Regions from separate parts of the Mus musculus genome. Here region 1 is linked to region 2. Evidence: chromatin contacts called from public Hi-C data. All regions are on one chromosome and are shown on one strand. Each heading gives the region's core, a stretch centred on a gene start, on an enhancer-like site or on the middle of the called end of the contact. The rest is flanking DNA. Distances are from core to core; before and after follow the strand shown. Region 1 overlaps Myo10 (myosin X). Region 2 has its middle 32 kb from the start of Myo10.

Region 1 (5,479 bases), core at 2,666-5,165, 120 kb before region 2:
GAAGAGGGCGCCAGATCTCGTTACGGATGGTTGTGAGCCACCATGTGGTTGCTGGGATTTGAACTCTGGACCTTCGGAAGAGCAGTCGGGTGCTCTTACCCACTGAGCCATCTCACCAGCCCCCATGTTTTTTTTTTTATTTTTTACTTTATTTTATTTTATTTTATTTTATTTTTTTAGACTGAGCTCTGTACTGGGCCCTGAAGGAAGGACTAGATTATACAAAAATGGAGTCACTCAAGCCAAGTGCTGCACAGTCAAACTGAAGCCTTGAGGAAGCACATGAACCGCAGGTCTGACGAGGTTTTCCTGAAAGCAGGAAACTCCAGTCTGTCTGGGTCAGTCTGAGAAGGAAGCTCCTCCTTCGACCCCGGCAAAGGTAGCACGGAGTCGGCCAGTCAGTGTGGGTCTCCTGTTCCATCCCCTGCTCTCATGACTTGCCCTGTTCTGCTAACTCCCAGGGAGAATCTCACTCTACTTAACGGCTTGAAGGTTCCCTCAACACCTAAACCATGACCAGGAGTCAGCAGCTCCTACAGGTACATTTGCTGTGACTTCTGTCACCTGACACTACACTGCATCTCGAGAGTTCACTCACATTCAAAAAGACCACAACAAGCTAATCTCTCCACACACACACACACACACACACACACACACACACACACACAGTGGTAGATCTCAAACATACAGACTCATACACATACATTTTAAAAATTTTAATTTTTTTTTAAAAACAGAGTTTCAGAGCAGAACAACCTTGAAACAGTACACAATGGAACCCTAAAGGCCCGGCATTGCCATGCCCAGCTGGGGATCTCAGCCAAGGCTAAACTACTTGTTTTAAAATTTACTTGATAATGTGGAGGGCTAGAAAGAGAATATTCTGTGATTTTAATGCCAAGAAGGCGAGAGACCATTGTGAGACTAGCAAGACACACAGCATCCACCAGGGGGCAGATTAGGCCCAAGGAAACCAAACAGATCCTTGTATCTAGCAACCTAGCTCTTGTTTTCTTAATTCCAATACTTTCTTTAAAGAAATGGGAGAGACGGGACAGGGAGATAGCAGGGCAGGGAAGGGGAGGAGAGGGAACAGAAGGGGAGGAGTAAAGAAAAAGTAAAAAACAAAACAAAGAAAAACAAATCTGCTGGTAAGTTCTATTGAACCAAACGGCCTGCGTGGTGTCACTGCCCAACACTGGAGAAGCAGAGGCAGGCCAAGGCTACAGAGTGAGACTGGGTTTCAAATACAAAACCACCCCACCCCACATTCTAGTGACGAGTCAATTCTTTTGCTTTTGAATGGGGTCTCACTACATAGCACTGGATGGCCCTGGTAAAACAGACTACCCTCAAACTCTAACTCTGAGATACTTGACCCTGTCTCCAAGAATACTAGGATTAAAAGTCACCGTGCCTGGGCCACAAATCCATTCACAAAGACTCTTGTGGATTCATTTAGCTACGTAAAGTTACTTTCCCTTTTTTAGTTGTTCAACACAGGGTTTCTCTGTGTAGCCCTGGCTGTCCTGGTACTTGCTCTGTAGACCAGGCTGGCCTCATCAACTCAAGAGACTCACCTGCCTTTGCCTCCCAAGTGCTAGGATTAAAGGTATGCACAACCATCACTCAGCTGGTAGCACGTTTTTATCCCAGCATTCAGTAGACTGAGATAGATATATGTATCCTGAGTTCCAGGCCAGCCTGAGCTACATGCGTAGAGCCTGACTTACAAAAGCAAAACAAACCAGCAATCTTACATGATGTTTGAGTCACAAGTCAAGTTCCCTTATTAGGCACGCTATTGCTTATCCACAGTGGGTATCCTCACTTGGACGGACTCTCAATTATCATGATCCCTGTTTGATCCACTTAACACACTGACAAGCTACTTCTGCAGCCTCACGTTAGCTTTAGCGTTGCTACAGTGACCGAGAAGAGAACAAAGTCCATCTCTCCCCGGGCTTTGGGGGAGGGGAAATCAGTTCATCCATCCATGTACATGTCATGTCTATTTGTTCAAAAGAGAAAAAGCAGGGGAACCTCCCACAAGTACAACGGCCGGATCCTGCTGTATGAAAACGGTATGGTTCCTGCGATGGTCGGTCATTAGAGCATGCTCACATCACAGGCTGCAAAAGGGTCCCATGCCTTCATGCCTGGCAGTGTATTGTTCACTGATATATTGGGCAGTAAGAACTCATCTCAGCCATCTTTGGGCATGCTCTCCCTAGCCTGGGGTCTGCGGTAGGACCTCCACTGGTACCCCTCCCCCACAGGAAGAGTCTCTCCAATCTGGGGAGAGGATGGGGGGCGGGTACAGCCTGCTCGCCTCAGATCCAGTCAGTCTCCACCACCTGGGAACTGTCCTCCGATTACCTGGTTGGGTGTCTGACCAGGTCTGTCTGTGTGACTCGGGGCTACAGTGTTGGCAAGCTTGATTGGCTTGGGGTCCAAAAATGACAGACGGCACTCTCCATCTGTCCCTGTGTCGTACTGTCACAGAACTTGAAGTCCTGTGGGTATTCATATACTGCCCTCCCCCCCAACCAAACTGTTCTTCCCATTTCCTTCCCTCTTCAAATAATAGAATTATTTTGTCACAAGTTGGGGCTAGAAAGCCTTGTAAAACAGCTGTCAAGATCATTCACAGTGGCAGTTCTGTGGCCTGTCACTCCTCAGTCACTGTCATGTCCCATGAGTGGGTGCCTGGAGGGACACGTGAATGAAGAGCTTGGATATTCCATGGAAACCTCAACACTTCATCACATCTGTGTTGGACATCATCCAGACCGGACTCGCCACTCCTGCCACAGCCTCTCAGAGCAAACAACAGGCTCCAATAGGATATATGCAGTGGGCCAATTTGCATTCATTAATAATTAACATGTAAGAAGCATATAAAAATGTACTCCAGGTCTTTTTAAAATGCCATTCTAGGTGGGAAGGGTTGTCACGGTGGGGGCTCCGGTTACTTTATTTTCCGAGTAAGTAAGAACTGGGTGATCCTGGAGGCTCAGGAAGAAGAAATGCTGTTTGAGAGAAATGTGAGCTACACAGTAAAATCCTGCCTCAAAATTAACTCAAGACAGAAAAGTATACAGACAAGTTAGACTTGGCTCCAACAGGCATGTGATATCTAACACAGTTAATTTAAATAAACATGCCCTTGTACCATTCTCTTAAGGCATGCACAGCAAGCTTTCTCTCTCCACCTAACTCATAGGTAAACTTTAGGATAGCGGTTCTCAACCTTCCCAATGCTACAACCCTCTAAAACAATTCCTCATAGTGTGGTGACCCCCTCCCCCCACCATACAATTATTTTCATTGCTACTTTGTAACTGTAATTTTGCTACTGTTATGAACTATAATGTAAATACCCATGTTTTCTGATGGTCTTAGGCAACCTCTGTGAAAGGGTCCTGTGACCCCACTCCCACTCCAAAAGAGGTCCTGACCTATGCGTTAAAAACTACTTGCTTAACGGGCATTCCCATTATTAAAAAAAAAAAAGACTCTTAAAAATATTTCTTAAAATCAGGATATTGTTAACTAAAGTGATTTCTATGTATATAGTAGATTTCTTCTACAGCACAGAAAAAAGAAGTCTTGCTCAAAACATTCAAGCATTGTGACTAACATCCTAAAATACGTAAAATATTTCAAATATCAAAGAGCCACTGAATAGACAGATTGACAGTGCTTCATCTGTGAAATGGCCAGAAGAATAATGCAAGATAATTGGGAGTAAAGAGGGAAAAATGGGAATAAATGATCGAACAAATGAATGAACGGAGGGCCTATGTAGGGCAAACCGCCAACCCACACAATCTGTCTGCAACTGAGCGCCCTCAGCAGGAGCCAGGTTGGCTGGAGCGCTCTCCAGTGAATGGTTTCTGTTGGGCGGGGCAGACAGTCGGCCCACCCCTGCTCTCTGCTCTGGCTCACCTGATGAGGACACATTGGTTGTCATGGCGCTTCCACAAGCAGCGATAGCATTCGTTGGCAATGGCGAAGATGTGCGGTGGAAGCTCGCCCAGGTGGCACCTGCTGTACTCCTCCATGGTGGCGCGCTCGTACAGGCCAGCGATGGGCTGGTAGGGGTTCACTGACGCGATGATGGAGCCGATGTAGGTCTGCAAGCAGAGGGGAAAGATCGGGCAGCGTTACTAGGGCAGTTAGACCTGGCTTGGACCTGCACATCGCCTGCTCTGCATTCTGCACAGGGGGGCGGGAGCGATCCAGCGAAATGATCGTTTCACGAGGCCTCGGCACGCACTGCACTGCCCACGCTGTCCGTACACCCTGAGGTATATAACCTCGGCACTGCGCAGATGCACGGAGCCGGTTCAGAGTGGGCTTTCGGAAAGAGGTCAACGGTGAACTAGGATGGCAATGAGCCCAGACCAAATCCCTGTTCCCAGGTGACCTCCCTAATCCCAATCCTTTCCTGGCACAAAGCCCAATAGTTCCCGTTCCCTTCCTCCACTCTGTAGCTGTTATGAAACAGCAGGTGGCAAAGGCAAAAAATAGAAAAAAGGGCAGAGGTGGGGTGGGGAGAGGGTACGGGAGCTATTGAATGAGCAGTTTCTGTGTGGAGAAACTTGTGGAGGTCAACTGCTATTAATGCATGGCACACAGCACTGGGCATGTCTTGGAAATGGTTAAAGATCATCTCAATGACAAATCCTATGCCAGGGTCTATCAGCCACAGGTTTTTTGTTTTGGTTTTTATTTTGTTTTGTTGTTCTTCAAAACAGGTCTTTCTTTGTAGTCCTGGCTATCCTGAAACTCCCTGTGTAAGGCTGGTCTCAAACTCAGATCCACCTGTCTCTGGCTCCCAAGTGCTAGGACTAAAGGTGTGTACCACCACTCTCGGGTATACAGCCACAGGTTTTTGAAGCATCCTTCCTCAGACCTTCCAGAGCAGTACAGCACAAGCTAGTTCCCACTGCTTAAAGCCACCGGTTCCCTCCACAGAGACTGGCACTTCTGCATCGAGGCCCCCCAGTTTTCCAGGGTCACACACATCCAGTAAGTCAACACAGGGAATCAGCATCCCTGCAGGACCCTCCACCCCACCCCAGGGGCACACCTGCTGTGCCTTTACAAGGACCAGCATGTCTTTCTTTCCCCATGTGTTAAAACCCTGACCACAATGCCTAAGAATAGCACTATACTTGAAGACAGGGCCTTTCAAGAGTGATTAATTTAAACTTGGGCTCTTAGGGGTATCTGAATCCGATTCCGCCCAGTGTCTTTGTAGGGAAGGGACAGCTGGACACACAGAGACCCCATGGACGCACACTCGGAAGCTGGCCAGTAGAAGAATGCAGAAACCTGATGACGACTCTGTTCCTAGACCCCCTGGCCCCTGGAACCATGGCATTGTGGGGTGTTGTCCCTGAAGTCTAGGCAGGCCATACCTGGGTCTAACCCCATCAGCGTTCAACATGACCCTAGGAAATATGCA
Region 2 (4,983 bases), core at 1,684-4,183:
CAGGTGGCTGAGGGACCTACACAGTTGAACTTCAGAGGCCTGATCTTGCACATCTTCGCTAGGCTGCTTTGAGAGGCAGCCAAACCAGTTGGTCAAAGTGTAGTAAGAAACAACTGCCTGAAACAGAGAGGAGATGCAGCTCACCTAGAGCAATGGGGGAACAGGTAAGAACATTTTCAATGTGGATAAATGAACAATGGGAATAGCAAGTGAATGGAAGAGATCAGGCTAAACCGGAACAGGATGGTTAGGCTTCAATGCGGAGGTAGGGTTTGCCTAGCAAGCATGTGGTCCGTGTGCGGCATCAACCAAAAAAAAAAAAAAAAAAAGTAAAATAGGCAAAAGGCTGTGATGATCACCTTGAAGGAAGAGGTAGCAGGCATGTCTCTAAAACTGATTTGGTAGGAACTGCTAATTAAGGAGGGCAAACAGGGCATATAGTTCAAATAAAATGTCCAATAACAGAGGACTGAACATCAATCAAAAAAAAAAAAAAAAAAAAAAAGCATTCGAGATGCTACAGAAGAAAATATCCCAGAATTAAATGAAAAACTGAATCTATAGCAAGAAAAAAAAAATCAGTTGTGTCGTCTCAGGAATTATATAGAAATTAAACTCTAAGCCACAAGCAGATTGAATCAATCCCTTTAAAGGCTAATAAAATTCTTCTGAATGCCGATGTGCATTCAGAGCCCAGGGATTGATCCTCGGCTCTGAAAAAAGTTGGAAAGGAAGGAAGAAGGAAAGAAAAAATATTTTGAGAATCTAGCAGGTATCGAGGGGCGGGGGTGGGGGTGGGGCTGGAGATTAGCTCCCTTTGGCAGAGGAAATGGGACCACATAGTTTGACAGGAAATGCAATGCCAAAACACAGAGGAAATGCCCTGAGGAACAGGATATGAGACATGTTTGAGGCCAAGTTGTATGCAGATCTAAGGCAGCAATTTCTTAAATATCAAGCATGTGACTGCTACCCAGTCAGGAGGATGTAAGTTCAGGTCCCCAGTACCTATATAGAAGCCAGGTATGGTGCTCGTGCCTAGTACCCCTCATGTTGGGAAGCCAGAGACAGACTGATACTGAGGGCTTGCTGCCCGGCTGGGTAGCACATGCAGAGAGCTCCAGGTTCTGTGAGAGACCTTGGCACAAAAACATAAGGGGGAGTGACACACAGGAAGACACCTGACATTTACCATTTACCTCTAGTCTCTACAGGGGCGCGGGCGCGCGCGCGCACACGTGCGCACACACACACACACACACACACACACACACACACACACACCATGCATGCACACAATGCCCTAGACTCGGTCATATATATCAACAACATTGAATTCATATAAATATGGGACTGATGGTAAAGCATTGTTGAAATTATGCTTGCAAAGGCAAAACATTAATTTCAGCTTGGACCAAGCAAAGTACGTAACTGTAGAAAGACCCTGGGGCTGGTCCTGACATTCCTTTTGTTCCATAAGATTTTCCCCTGCTCTTAAAATAAAAGAAGGAATCATGCTAAGTATCCTCGAGTTTGAAGAGTCATTTTAGTTTATATGATCTTATTTGCTATTCCAATGAGTAAATGAGCCTAGGGGTGTCTATAATTGCTAACAACATTTATTGGATGGCATAGGGGTGTTAGATGATTTGAGGTTTTAGTGAGTGTATTTTTCTGTATCATGTAAATGTTTCTGAATGAAATGAATGCCTTTACAGAATAAAGCAGTAAAGTCTCCCTCTGTCTCTGTCTGTCTCTGTCTCTGTCTGTCTCTGTCTCTGTCTGTCTCTGTCTCTGTCTCTGTCTCTGTCTCTGTCTCTCTCTCTCTCTCTCTCACACACACACACACACACACACACACACACACACACACACATACACACACACACACACACACACACACACTAATTTTGAAGTCCTCTTTGGCATTTCCTGAGAGAGCCTTGGGGAAGGAGTCCTAGCTTGCAGGTGCAAATGCTAAATTCCGCCTTTGATCACAGCGGCAGCACAAGCAGGTGTCTAGATGCCGCCCTGGACTCTGTACATCCGCACAACAATTCTGTGTCAATCAAAATCAAATACATCATATTAAAGTGCCCATCACCATGAGTGCTCTTTCCTGCTACTCCTCAGATGAGCTCAATGTCTCCTCCAGAGGTGAGAGGCAGGCTGTGGGCAGCGGGTTTGGAGGGTGGGAAGTATGCTCACTGAGTTTTGAAAATGCGACAGTGTGGGTGCGGTGAAAGGGAACTAGGTTGCTCGCACTGCTAAAAGGTTTTGTGTTTTGTCTTTTCAGTTTCCTCCTCAATCCCAGAGAAACTAGAAGGAGAAATCTTCCCGGCAGGCGAAAGGTTCCTTTTCTAATTTCCTTGGCTTTCTCTCTCGCCGGTGGAGCTTCAGCTGTCATGGCGCCTTCGTGACCACTTGCCTTTTCTGTTTGGGAGGCAGAAATGATTTAGGCACCGACACAGTGGAGGGACCCAAATTTGATTTTGGCTACTAGATGGCTTAGATGTCAAAAGCCATTTACTAATGCCAAAATGGTCAATGGATGTGACTTTTTGCCTACCGGCACGGAATCCCCATCAAGGTACATGACCATAACGCTCTCTGTGACCAGAGGCATTTTGCTTACAGCCTCTGTTTTCTTCGTTTTAGAAAATTTGTAAAATGGACACATATTTGTACGTTTGGGGGGAGAAAAGAAAATTTAAAATTGAATCAGAGACACTGGAAGTGTTTTAAACTGTTTTTGTCTTTTGGTCGGCACTCAAACGGTAAAATAGCAGTAAAATAGACCGTCCTCTAGAGGAGAGTAACTAGTTAAAAGGATTTAGAAAAAATAAATAAATAAAAGGAAATAATTTCTCTATGCAGCTTGTGGTCAGCTAGAGGAATTTGCTGTTACAGAAGGTCAAATTGAGACACGCCTTCCTTGGATGGCGATCGGGGCCATGGAGATGAAGGCCATCCTAACTGGGGGGAAGGGAGGCAGTGAGTGACCCTGGGTAGCTGGCAGTGTCTCTGATGACAGCCTGCGGGAAGGAAGAAGATGTCCAGCTGGAGGATGGAGCTACATTTCAGCTCACACTAGCAGCAGGGATTTGTATGTTCACAGCAAGAATCATACTGAGGAGCTGCTCATTAAAACAGAGAAGCTGCTTTTGTTTCAAGGCCGGACTTGGCCTTTGGTCTGCTCTGTGGGCTGATTCTCTCTGGCCATGTGGTGGTCACTGTTTGTCAGGTATGTTCTTGGACGTTTCCTGAAGCCGCTGTGAGATCTTCGCACCCCATGCAAAGCAAAAGGAAAGCGCTCCCAGGCTTCTAAAGAAAGCCAATGTGAGGAAAATAAATAAATGTGCCACCTGCTATGCTGGTGTACACTTCTAGTACCAGCATGAGAGGAGCTGAGACAGAAGGATCATGGGTTTGAAGTCTGTCTAGACTATATAGTGAGATCATGCTCAAAAATCAATAATAATCTTTTCCAACAAGATGGCTCAGCGGGTCAAAGGACTTGTTGCGTGCATTGGTTAGTTTTTGTCAATGTGACACAAACTAGAGGCAATTGGGAAGGCAGAAGCTCAACTGAGCAATTGCTTCTGTCAGGCCGTCCTGTTGGCCAGCCTGTGAGGCCTCTTCCTGGTTAATGATTGATAGGAGAAAGCCCAGTCCACCGTGCATGGTTCCACCCCGGGCAAGTGGTCCTGGGGTGTGTATTAAGAAAGCAAGCTGAGCTGGGCAGTGGTGGCGCACGCCTTTAATCCCAGTCTCTAAAAACCAAAACAAACAAACAAACAAACAAACAAACAAAAAACTTTCTTCTATGTCAGGGGTTCTTAACTTATAGGTTATGACCACTTTGGAGGTAGCATATCAGATCTCTTGCTTGTTATCTATTTACCTTTTAATTCATAAGAGTAGCAAAATTACAGTTATGAAGTAGCAATAAAAATAATTTTATGGTTCGGGAGGTCAGCACAACCCAAGGAACTGTATGTGTTAAAGAGTCCGAGCGTTAGGAAGGTTGAAAACCACTGCTTTCTCGCTTTGTCTCTAGTTCCTGCCTCCAGTCTCCTGCCGTGAGTTCCTGCCCTGTTACCCTCCATGATGGATGACAGCCTGCTAGGTAACATAAACCAAGCTGCTTTTGATCATGGTTCTACCCCAGCCACAGAAACCAAACTACATCTGCTGTGCAATTGGACCCTCATTTCTACCAGATCCCATGTGGAAGAATCAAAGTTGCTCTTTCCCACGCGTGCTGTGGCACATGTCCTTCTCACCACACAGACCCAAACAAGAGTGTTAAGTAGACAAAAAGAGTCTTAGAATACACATTAATTCTATAGCCCCGGGAGGACAATGGGCTATGGGCATGTAAAAAGTGTGTGTGTGTGTGTGTGTGTGTGTGTGTGTGTGTGTGTGTGTGTATTTTCTAAAGCATCCTTAGAGCCAGCCACCCTGTAGCACTTTCTGGAGCAGCAAATTCCCCAGCTGCATCCCGGATGGGCTGTATGAGGTGTTTTGCATGAGCAGTGCAGGGGACAAGCTACCTGCACTTAAGCACCTTGGGGAATTATGACCCTGAGGCCGTTTTGGAAACCTGTGGGACAGGAGTTTATCAGTTTGTAACCGGTGGGATTTATGTTGATTAAACGCTCTCTGTTTAATGCAGATTGTGACTTGGTAGGTTGGGGTGGGGATCCACGACTCCATTTCTGAGCATCTTCCAGGAGGATGACACTAAGCAGCAGCCTGTCTTTATGTTTAAATTGGTGTCTAAAGAAGGCATAGGAACCTGGATGTGGCAGCGCTCTTGGTGTGTTGACAGTACCTGGAACTCTTCCCACCACGCCGATGATCTGGAAATGGAGATAGATGGCTTGCTTGTCTGATTTCCCTGCGTTCCCTGGCCAGGCTGCCTCCTCAAGGCCTTTCCTTCACTCCCGGAACACAGCCTGGCCACAGGGAATGGCTTAT

What was found. A called contact is a pair of places that touch in the nucleus more often than the background predicts.
Region 1: a contact with region 2 is called in a Hi-C map of cerebellum, with 1.7 times the contacts expected there. The contact joins two enhancer-like sites. A contact is called at or near these places in 2 of 15 datasets of contacts at CTCF or cohesin (CD8 T cells and embryonic stem cells), 6 of 484 Hi-C or Micro-C datasets (cerebellar granule neurons, cerebellum, embryonic stem cells and 2 more), 6 of 115 datasets of contacts at active chromatin or transcription factors (embryonic stem cells and stem cell-derived neural progenitor cells) and 4 of 9 other capture datasets (adipose tissue, embryonic stem cells, liver and 1 more).

What each region holds. Positions count from the first base shown.
Region 1 is chr15:25,712,692-25,718,170 of GRCm38.p6, reverse strand. Myo10 (myosin X) reads right to left here. Exons shown (of 41, transcript NM_019472.2): 4 at 3,955-4,142. Among named protein-coding and RNA genes, the nearest start is that of Myo10, 93 kb to the right of the region's middle. Within about 2 kb of position 3,915, at least 58 of the 459 cell types and tissues checked have an H3K27ac peak or open chromatin away from gene starts, as enhancers often do. A contact at or near this core is called in cerebellar granule neurons, cerebellum and liver, where this site is marked.
Region 2 is chr15:25,588,156-25,593,138 of GRCm38.p6, reverse strand. No RefSeq gene overlaps it. Among named protein-coding and RNA genes, the nearest start is that of Myo10, 32 kb to the left of the region's middle. Within about 2 kb of position 2,933, at least 46 of the 459 cell types and tissues checked have an H3K27ac peak or open chromatin away from gene starts, as enhancers often do. A contact at or near this core is called in cerebellar granule neurons, cerebellum and liver, where this site is marked.